Linked DNA regions of Triticum aestivum: region 1 is linked to region 2. Evidence: chromatin contacts called from public Hi-C data. All regions are on one chromosome and are shown on one strand. Each heading gives the region's core, a stretch centred on a gene start, on an enhancer-like site or on the middle of the called end of the contact. The rest is flanking DNA. Distances are from core to core; before and after follow the strand shown. Region 1 holds the start of LOC123091782 (myb-related protein MYBAS1). Region 2 has its middle 130 kb from the start of LOC123091780.

Region 1 (5,705 bases), core at 2,890-5,389, 290 kb after region 2:
GCCAGAGCGCCCCCCAGTTCGCCGGATTCGGTCTGCGATCGCCGGTCCCAACAACGGGCCGAGCCGGCGGATTTCGGCGTCCTGGGGGCGCGACTGATGCGTTTTTTCGGCGCCGGCGCGGAAAAAGTCGCCTGGGGGGCCTGTTGGGGGCGCGGCTGGAGATGCTCTAAGCCAATAAGCATGCCGACGAGCAGAGTAAGGCAGAAGACAATCAGCTTGTCACCACAAGTTCATGCCTAGGCCATCCTATAACAAGTTAGTCCGTTCGTATTTTACTCCGCATATTATCTTTGTCTTGGGTCAAACTTTCCGAAGTTTGATCAAGCCTGTGCAAAAAAAAAGAACATATAGAATATCAAATAGGTACTACAATATAAAAATATATTCCATAATGGATCCAGTACTATTGGTTTGGTATTGTAAATGTCCATATTTTTTCCTACACATTTGGTTTGTATGGTTAGACTCTGGCCCGAAGGGTGTTCATACCCTTTGTGAACTACTACCTCTGTAACAAAATATAAGATGTTTTTGTAGTTTAATTTGAACTGCAAAACATCTACTCCCTCCGTCCCATAATGTAAGACATTTTTTGACATTAGTATAGTGTCAAAAAGCGTCTTACATTATGGGACGGAGGGGGTAATATTTAGTCATAGAGGTAGTGGATTGTAATACCCAAACTTATTGAGCATACAAGATTGATTTTGCAAAAAAAAAAAAAAAGAACTACACAAATTTGATTCAAGAGGAGTAAAAAGAAAAACAACAAACAAGGCTGGCATCTGGTCGGTGATAGATAGCTAACTCTGGGGCACATGCTCCTCTACTGTTCACCATAATAAAAGAACTATAGCATGGGCTTACTGGTGACACATATTGTGCCGGCCAAATGACCATCCGGACCGACTGCTTACTGTTCTCTGGTACTGGTACTGGTAGTATCGATCCACATGTCAAGATCATGGCCACAAGGCGATCTTCTCCCTTCCCGCTAATGGTGGCGTACGTCGACGATAAGATGACATCCACTAAGCCCTATGGCATGACAGGTGCCCCCCGGTCGCGTCAATCCATAATCCCATCATGTGTTATTAAACCTCACGGCACAGGCCAAAAAGCATATATCCTTAATTTTCCAACATCCAGTGGACGCTGCTTTTGCTCCAACTTTGAGCGGGGTGACACCAAATCACACGGAATTGGGTGGTGGCCTTTGGTTCCCTCTGCATTGCAGTCGCTGTCGCCATCAGTCGTCACCCCCACATGCGAAATCAGGATAAAAAGAGTGGAAATTCAGTGTTTCTTATCACCCCCCGCGGCCACGGGCATCCACATCATAACCGAGATCAGAGCACCACAGGCTCACATCATCAGTCGGAAGCCATGGTTTTTTCTACCATTTCACAGATAATCACTCCAGGTGTAAAAGCTCTGAATATATACTTACATTGCTTGTCACCATAATCTTTGGAACGAACTTGACAATCCGTCGACTCGTGGTTTGCGGTGGTCACCATCATCATAGGAAGAGAGTTATCTCCCGGCAACTGATGTGCACCACAAGAAATGGAGAATTAAAACTAACCAAAGGAACCAAAAATCAATCTGCTCAAGCGGAAGCAAGAATATCCTAATCTAATAGTAGCATTTCACCATCTTATCCTACCAAAGGCAATAACCCCTGCCACCCACTTTCTGGTCAGTTTCACCATCCTGCAAGAATTCACATACCGAGTCATGACTCATGAGCTATATATAAAACCATTATTTTCATTTTACCAATTACTAAGCATACAGTAAGCATTGGCAACGTACATGTGCCACAAGGATCAGTTTGACACTGAAAAACACAAGAATTGATGGAAAACTTGTGCAAAGCAAAGAAAAGAACACAGTTCTCCCTGGACGTTTCAATGCTTTTTCTCGGAAAAAAAAATACGAGGTGAACTTCTAGGTTATAGCCAAAATGTATAAAAAAACAAAAAAGGAGAGAAGAAACATAAAGTGAGCCCAAGCCTTTATTTTCAGAAAACATTTTAGCCTTCTTCCCAAAGGCCAAGGAGCATCAAAAATAATTGAAAGGATTTTGAGATACACATATATGAGAAAAGGACCTGACTCAAGTGATGCAATCAATGGGCATAGGAACAGGAACTAATTGTTTTTTTTAAACCGATCAGGAACTAATTGTCACCACACTGATGATGACTGATCAGTGTTCCAATAAAGAAGCAAGCGAGAAGAGCTCGGATGCGAAAACAACTGCAGTGTATGGGGAGCCTTCAGAAAAAAAGATGCCCAAGATAAAAAGGTGTAGAGAGGCCACAAAGTGGACTGCAAGATTGGCAGGTTGGTGGCCTCCACATCAGTGCTGCCTCCCCATGCCTTCCTGGCTTGCTCCTGGTCATGCAAAGATTGTACTTATCTTTTTGTGCTGAGGGAACCTCCAGAAACATACAAAAAGCAACTAATTCCATAGCAATGGAGAAGTTAGGCCATGAGGATAAAATACTGCTCAGGACCCTACTGTCCACATACCTGCCTGACTTTTCTTAACTACTGTCTCCACGAAGGCATATGTAGTATACAAAAGTCAGCAAATGAGTAGAAATTGGGATCTACACAAGATCCAGTATCTAGTTACATTTTCGTCACATTCAATCAACAAAGGCGCCCGGATATAGCACAGATGGCCTATGTTGTATGACCGATTGCTATATGAACCAAATCTGATGAAAGAAATACGCAAGCATTTAGCGAAAAGGGAAACAGCATGCATATCCACTACAAAGCTCACCCTAGTAGTCATTATAGATGCACAAAAGCTTGCTCCCATGGCGTATTGAGTGGCAGGTCGCGCAATCGCATACACTTTGTATTGGAGTCGTGTATAGTCCGAGATATTTTGCTGTGCGTGGGATAATGGTTGAAAAGAAAGGAAAAGATAAAGTCCCCTGTGCCAATGATAATGGCTGACAGAAAGGAAACATGCATATGTAGTAAAGATCGTGGACTAGCATATCCAGGAGATATAAAATAGGGAAGAATCGAGAGACGATTGTGTCAACCTACATATGTGGCCTGATTTGCGTAAAGATCGTGGACTAGCATATGTAGCCTGCGAGTCTTGTGAGTTTACGAATATATATTCCTAAAGCAAGTAGGGGCACTCATGGACTAGCATAAAACAATTCTCAACAGACATGCTTCATAGCTTAATATCTAGTAAGATAACCAAAATAAGAACATACTTTTGGATTTTTCATAAAAAATACATAGTATCGGGGTTTTTCTGATTCATAAAGATCTCTAAAGATCCATTTGTAAATGCACGAGAACCATGTAGAAACAAAAAGATTGAAATGGGCCTTATCAGCATGCTTAAACTGCAGTATCTGCATGTACAAGATTATATGTTCCCAAGAAAATTCCAGTAAGAAACATGCACCGGCAACAGTCCAGTTCAGACTTAAAACTTGCCGTTTGTTTTGTCAAAGAAATTGATGCTAAAGCTAAGAGCATGAAATTATTGCATGGAATTATTTTTTGACGCATATTGTATGGAATTATAGAAAATGGAACCCAGAATAATTATGTTTCTCTTTCTATTTTTGAGAAACGTAACAACACCTGCTCGTCGTGCCTTTGGACTAATTATTTAAATGAGTTAGTAAAAATGAAATAAGCATACACTTACTCAACAAACAGTTGCAAAAATACATCACGTTTTACGGTTTGCTTCATTTCTTTTGCATTTCAGTTAACAAAATTGCATGTGTTTGCCTTCACTTCAAAAGTAATTTCCATAAAATATGCCCACACACAAAATAATTAACCAAAACCTACATGCACATATTGCTCTACTTTTTTGGGGAACATGAGTGTGCTATTAATCAAAAGGAGTTAAGTCAACTCACAGAGTAAACCGGCAACAAACAAGAGTTAGATGCAGTCCAAATCCAATATATGTAATACTATACCCTTCTAAAATTTGTAACACAGAGCAAGAGACATGAGAAGGCAATTTTAATCTGAGGACAACCTCATCGATGATTCTCTAAATCAGACCCACCACGTAAAGAGGCCCCATGAGGGCCTTCTTGTCCTGCCTATAAATGAGAAGCAAGAGCCATCAAACCAGTGCACAACTAAGACAAAGTGGCTTCCTCTCACTAATACCAACCTTCTTCCCATCAGGCTGGAGTTCATCAAGGATCTAAGCCTGAAACTGGAGCCCACAAGCACACAGAGGAGGAAGAGCAACAAGGCTGGCTCCCAGCCCATCCAAGGTAGAAGCGAACAACGTTAGAGATGGTGACAGTGCAAGATGAGATGCGCAAGGGGCCATGGACAGAGCAGGAAGACCTGCAACTGGTATGCACTGTCCGCCTGTTCGGTGACCGCCGCTGGGATTTCGTTGCCAAAGTCTCAGGTTTGAGGGGTGGGAGACCTGCAAATTAGGTAGCCATTTTTGCAATCCTTGGCACAAAGATGCAAACAGCATGCAAATATCATTGTCTCTAACCAACTATCTTCATACATCACCTTATCTATGGCCATGTAGGCCTTAACAGGACAGGCAAAAGCTGCCGCCTCCGGTGGGTAAACTACCTCCACCCTGGCCTCAAGCATGGGCGCATGTCGCCACAAGAGGAACACCTTATTATTGAGCTCCATGCTCGATGGGGTAACAGGTTTGATCCAAAAGAAGACCTTACTAAAGCAGCTGTTTTTTTCATCTACAACAGGTGAAACGCACTAACATCCTCTCTATGTATAGGTGGTCTAGAATAGCACGCAGACTGCCAGGGCGTACGGACAATGAGATCAAGAACTACTGGAGGACACACATGAGGAAGAAAGCACAAGAGAGGAAGACAAACATGTCACCTTCTTCCTCCTCCTCATCATTTACATACCAATCCTGCCTCCTTGAAACTGCACCAATAATCAGGATGGATGGAGGCAGCACTCATAATGGCACAACCTGCTTCTCAAGTGTACTTAAGAGCAACCAGAGTGTCATGGATGGATATTCTATGGACCAGATATGGAAGGAGATTGAGGCACCGGCCATGCTGCCCATTGATAAAAAAGCATGCAGCAATCTCCCATGTCCTGTGCTGCCATCTCCTATGGGAGATCGCTACTGCCCTCCTGAGGTAGTCTGGAAGATGGACAATGGTGATCTCAAGATGTTAGCTCCACAATTTGGTTATGGTAATGGAGAACGTTCCTGCTATTGAAGGTTCAAGCTGTCAGGATCGAGGTCAGGTTACTAAGATACATATATATGCTTAACAGATTTCCACTACCTATGTAGCTATGTCTGCATATACATATATATGCTTGCCAGAATTGCCAGTAGCTACGTTTGCATTAGTATGGAGGGTGATCTAAATATTTACAAATCTACTGTAACATTGTAGATTGTCAGGTCTGCTTATGATGTGTGTGCCTATGTAGTGTGTAAAATAGCTTATGTCTCTTGCCCTTCACAGAATGGAATACGAGAGCAATTTATATGCATGATACAGAAGTCAATCTCCAATGATATTTTGGTAAAAAAGTTAGATTGACACGAATGAACATTGTACTATCAGAATTATAATATCTCCCCCCACCTGATTCTAAAGCTACAAACAGGGCCATGAGATTATATGGCTGTATCTCAAGGAGCAAACAAAAGAAGAGGAAAATGG
Region 2 (4,929 bases), core at 1,151-3,650:
GCTGGCCCAAACTCCATCAAGAACGCATGAGACCTATGTCCATGGAGTGACGTCATTTAGACCGTCAACCGATTGATCATCGCAACACTTGTTGCAATCAATTGTCTCTTCTTAGGCTTCAGCTGGTTTATTTGACAGCAGATGAAAAACTGACGACTCCTTGGTTTTCTCCAGACGAAATAGTGCTCGGGCTCCACATTTGATGACAGGCAGTTGGATCTTGGAAAGTGAGTACGTATATACTAGTACTAGTATTCATCCATTGTCTTTGTCCGCTTTATAAAATAGTACTCCCTCCGTTCGGAATTACTTGTTGCAGAAATGGATGTATCTAGATGTATTTTAGTTCTAGATACATCCATTTTCGAGACAAGTAATTCCGAACGGAGGGAGTACTTTGATATCTCGTATGGATGCTTGAAAACCAATTGCTGTGGTTAAAACACAGGCTAGCACTTGGAATACTAGTACTTCCTCCGGTCCCCTGGATTGCTCTTTGCATGCACACGGGCGCTCGGGCACGGCCGGTTTGACGAGGCCACGAAGTTGAGTACGACAGCAGCCTTGCGGCAGAAACGGACCGGCCGTGTGTCTTGACGACAGTCGACGAGTTGAAAGTGGGCCGCAGCAGCGGGCGTTTTACGGGCAACAGGTGACCCAAAGCACGGCGGCCTGAAGTAAAAGGGTGCCGGACGGAATGGCGCGCGGCCATGGCCGGTTCAACGCGGGAGGTGGCTTGTAGCTCGGAACGGCGCACGGCCATGGCGATTTGGAGGAGGCAGCCCGGGGGCATCGGTTTAAAGTAATAAGGCCGGGTCGTAGAAGCCAACTGTCGTGGTGCGGCGAGTCCCAGCAGTGCGGTAGCTCTCCTGCTGTAGTTTGAAATGGGCGGCGGCTCGCCGACGGCAGGAGCGAATCAGCGCGCACCCGCAGACACCGTAGGGGCGGTTTAACACCTAGTGACAGCTCGTCTTGCGGCTGAGGTAGCACCTGGCACGTCAAGGCAAGGGCCATCATCAGCAGCGATGTGATGCGGAGCTGTCCACAGGCGCAGGGAGGCTCTCCAGCGGTCTGACTACTGCAGTGGTGTCTGGTTTAGTGGTGGAGCAACACGGAAGCGAAACGGCGAGACGGCGTCTGCGGCGATTTACACCACCCACGACGGCCGAGCGGAGACGCGGCCGTGGCAAAGCGGCCCGTGGACAACCCGGCAAAGAACAACGGCGGTTTATCGCTGCAGAGACGGGGGTGATCCAGCGACCTGACGAGGCTGGTTTTGAAGAGGCAAAGCCATTCAGGAACGGGAAGCCCGAAGCGCGGGCAGTGATTCATCTGTGTTGGAGGTGGAGCGGCGATTTGCTGTGTCGGCGGTTCACGGCACGGCTGCGGTCACCGGTAGTGGACCGGCAAGGCGCGGTGAGGAGAACTGTGGCCGCTCGGTGAAACAACGGCGGAAGCAGTCCGCAGCGGTGGCCGGCCAGTTTGGTGCGGCGAAGGCAACTTGGCGAGGCAGAACGAGTCTGACTTGGAGGCGAGGCGAGACCACCCACGACCTGGACCCGCGGTCATTCTTGCTGAAGGAGCCAGCGGCGGATTCAGGCTTGGATGCTGGCGGGTTAAGCCGTCGGCGGTTTGCAGATGTAAACCGGTGAACAGCAGTAGGGCCGGCTCTTGCGGCCAACAGACTCCGGTCGGGGCAAAGGTGGCAGGAGTGTCACGGAGATCGGGAGCCGGGTCGCCTGAGTGGAGGCGCGGCACAGAGGGCCGCGGCGGTTTGAGCTTCGAGGCGGCCGGCGACTCACCGCGGCAGAACAGCGGCAGGCTACAACAGATCAGCAACAAGTGATGCCGACTCTAAGGCGAGGTGAAGCACGGTCGGCGGTTCGAGGTGTGGCGGCTCAATCAAGTCCGTCAGAGGCGACCGATGGTTTGCCAGTGAGGCGGAGGCGAAGTCAGGCCGGGCACGAGCAGCTCTCAATCGGGGACAAGTCGGCCGAGGCTGGCGGCTTCAGCATGGGCGGTTCGGAGACCTGAGTTCTTGGTTGAATCGGCCTCCGGATCGTGCGATGTCAGAGATGGATCCTGGTAGAGGCGTCTCACAAGCGGCAGCTCGGTGACCGAAGGATTTGGCTTGGTGATTTGATTAGTCCTACCCGCGGTCGGCGACTTGCGCGGTGATAGGTGTTGGAGGCAGGTTTGAAAAATGAGGCCGGCCCGGTGCGGCCTTTGCTGAAGACACGAGGCGCACGGTGGTGCGAGACATTAAGCACCGAGACAGCGGGGCGGTTCAGCAACGGCTGTGGGGCGGCCTGATGGTGACTTTGCGGAAGAGACCCGAGGCCATGGGCCCGCTCACAGCAGCAGGAGCAATCCGCGGCGGATCGCGGTATGGGCGGGCTGCCCTGGCACAGGCGACGACTCGGCGGTCCACGGCTCAATAGGCTGGCAAACGTAGCCGCAGTGGTGACTTGTCCGTGGGCGTGCACTTCAATGGCGGCGGTTTGGCTGCAACTTTGAGGGCGATGGCGACTCAGAGCCGGGGCATGTTGATGGCAGCTCGAGACCGGTCACGTCCACGATGGAAGGCCATAGCGGCAACTCGGCGGCGAACCTGCTAGTCTATTTTTCGGGTCGTATTCAATTTGACCATCAGTCTTCCTCCAGCAGTCCTTGACCTCTTTTGACTCGGATGGATGTACCAATCAAGGACAAAATATATATGAGGTAGTAGTACTCGAGTAGCATTAGCCCTCTTCCCAAAAAAGGAATAGTTGATGTTGGCTCTCACGTGGCAAAGTGTTTAGTTTAAGCGGTACTAGTACTTCGCTTTGATCTTTCGTCACGAGACGGTGGCCCGTCAGAAAAAATAGCCTTGGGACTTGAAACTATATATATACAGCAGCAACACAAACATGGCAGATCGGACCGATGCTTGTGGCATAGTAATCGGCCGCTGATTGTGGAAAATCCTTACCGGCTCGGTGGACTGGTGGTATGCTAACTTCAGAAAAAAGACTTCAGTCAATCTCGGCGGATCAAAAGTGATCAGATAAACCGCCGGACAGTAGCTACGATGGGACCGTAGCCCTAACTTCTTTGACTTTGGACAAATCTTATATCTGTCGCTTTGACTGTTTGATATTGAAACAATATAAATCTTTCGTTGATGATTCTTCTTCATCTGAAAAATCGCGAATTTCTTGATCCCTTAGAGATATCCCTCCAAGAACTCAACACCATCGTGCGAAAGCCCCACGATGGGCGCCAACTGTCGTGGAATAAACACGTCAGATGTCCTTAGTGTGAGGACTTAGTCGCGAGGCCAACACATCTATGTGGTAGCTTGAGAGGGGTTGAGCGGAATCGAGAGATGCAACACAAGACAATGGTTTAGACAGCTTCGGGCCCCGGGAAACATCATCCGGTAAAAACCCTACATGTTGTTTGAGGCTAGATCTCATTATCATCACGAGGGACTCGCCGTAAACCGGCTCTCCTCTAGTTGTGTCTAGCCCTAGAGATTGTTTCTTGCTTGTCCCTCTTTGGGGAGCCCTGCCCGTCCTTATATAAGTTGAAGGGGTGGGTTACATGTAGAGTCCAACTCGGACTTTAACTTAAACTATTTTGACTTCCCTTTCTGGGCTTCTTAACGTCTGCCGGTTTAACATTGTCTGCCGATTTAATATTGTCTGCCAGTTTAACATTGTCTGCCGATTTAACACTGTCTGCCGGTTTAACACTCGCCGGTTTACCGTCTGTCTTAGCCATCCGTCTTAATTCTCCGCCGGTTTAGCATCTGTCTGAGCCATCTGTCTTGACTCTCCGCCGGTTTACCATCCGCCAGTTTACCAAGTCCCAGCCGGTTTACAACTCTAGTCGGGTCATACCGCGGGGTATATCCCCGACAGGGGGTCCCCAGACTTGCCTGCCTGCGGCCCATGGCATGGCTCCCCCAGCGGCCTGGTACGGCCCATCCTCACCAGCAACCAGTCAAGACCCTCGCAAGGGGCCAAGCCTCGCGAGGCGGATAACACAAGACCTCCTCAGGGGCGGTCTCGCTAGGCTAGCTCGTGAGGAGTGGAGAGATCAAGGCGAGGGGCACCTCGTGAATTTCCCGTGATGTGAGCCATGACGACCATGGCCAGGCGGGTGCCAGCAGGCGCAGAGTACCTGTTTCCTCTTTGGTGCTAAAGGGGCAAGCGCAGGCGAGGAGTCCCGAGGCATCAGGCAAAGGTTTCCATATTGGTGCAACTAGACCAAGACTAGCAGGACGGCAAGATGGAGGTCACCACGGAGCCCATGACGACGTCACCACAAGAGCCTTTTGGCAGGCGAAGACCACCTTTTGTCAGGATAGCTTGTACTAGCTGTCCCCCTTCAAATTGGCCTTTGTGGGATCCCTTCCCGCCTAACATTTGGGGAGAGGACCCGGGCCTCTATAAATAGGACTAGCCATCACCTTAGTGAGAGGGATTCAGACCATCCTCAACCACACAAGCTCACCGAGCGCAAGAACACCTCTCCTCAGGAGACTGTTCTTCCCCTGTACTTGTTCATGCTCAGTGTCGGTGTCAAAACCGGCGGATCTCGGGTAGGGGGTCCCGAACTGTGCGTCTAGGCGGATGGTAACAGGAGAAAAGGGACACGATGTTTTTACCCAGGTTCGGGCCCTCTTGATGGAGGTAAAACCCTACTCCTGCTTGATTAATATTGACGATATGGGTAGTACAAGAGTAGATCTACCACGAGATTAGAGAGGCTAAACCCTAGAAGCTAGCCTATGGTATGATTGTTGTTCGTCCTACGGATTAAAACCCTCCGGTTTATATAGGCACCAATGAGGGTTAGGGTTACATAGAGTCGGTTATAATGGTAGGAGATCTACATATCCGTATCGCCAAGCTTGCCTTCCACGCCAAGGAAAGTCCC

Evidence for each region. Hi-C and Micro-C count contacts between places; a contact is called where the count stands out from the background.
Region 1: a contact with region 2 is called in a Hi-C map of an unstated tissue, with 8 times the contacts expected there. The contact joins the promoter of LOC123091782 here to the enhancer-like site in region 2. A contact is called at or near these places in 2 of 5 Hi-C or Micro-C datasets (leaf and an unstated tissue).

The regions. Positions count from the first base shown.
Region 1 is chr4B:194,950,439-194,956,143 of IWGSC CS RefSeq v2.1, forward strand. It overlaps LOC123091782 (myb-related protein MYBAS1), which reads left to right and starts at 4,140. Exons shown (of 3, transcript XM_044513394.1): 1 at 4,140-4,435; 2 at 4,568-4,697; 3 at 4,784-5,532. The coding sequence starts at 4,315. The coding sequence ends at 5,249.
Region 2 is chr4B:194,658,076-194,663,004 of IWGSC CS RefSeq v2.1, forward strand. No RefSeq gene overlaps it. Among protein-coding and RNA genes, the nearest start is that of LOC123091780, 130 kb to the left of the region's middle. Within about 2 kb of position 2,401, at least 3 of the 8 cell types and tissues checked have an H3K27ac peak or open chromatin away from gene starts, as enhancers often do. A contact at or near this core is called in leaf, where this site is marked.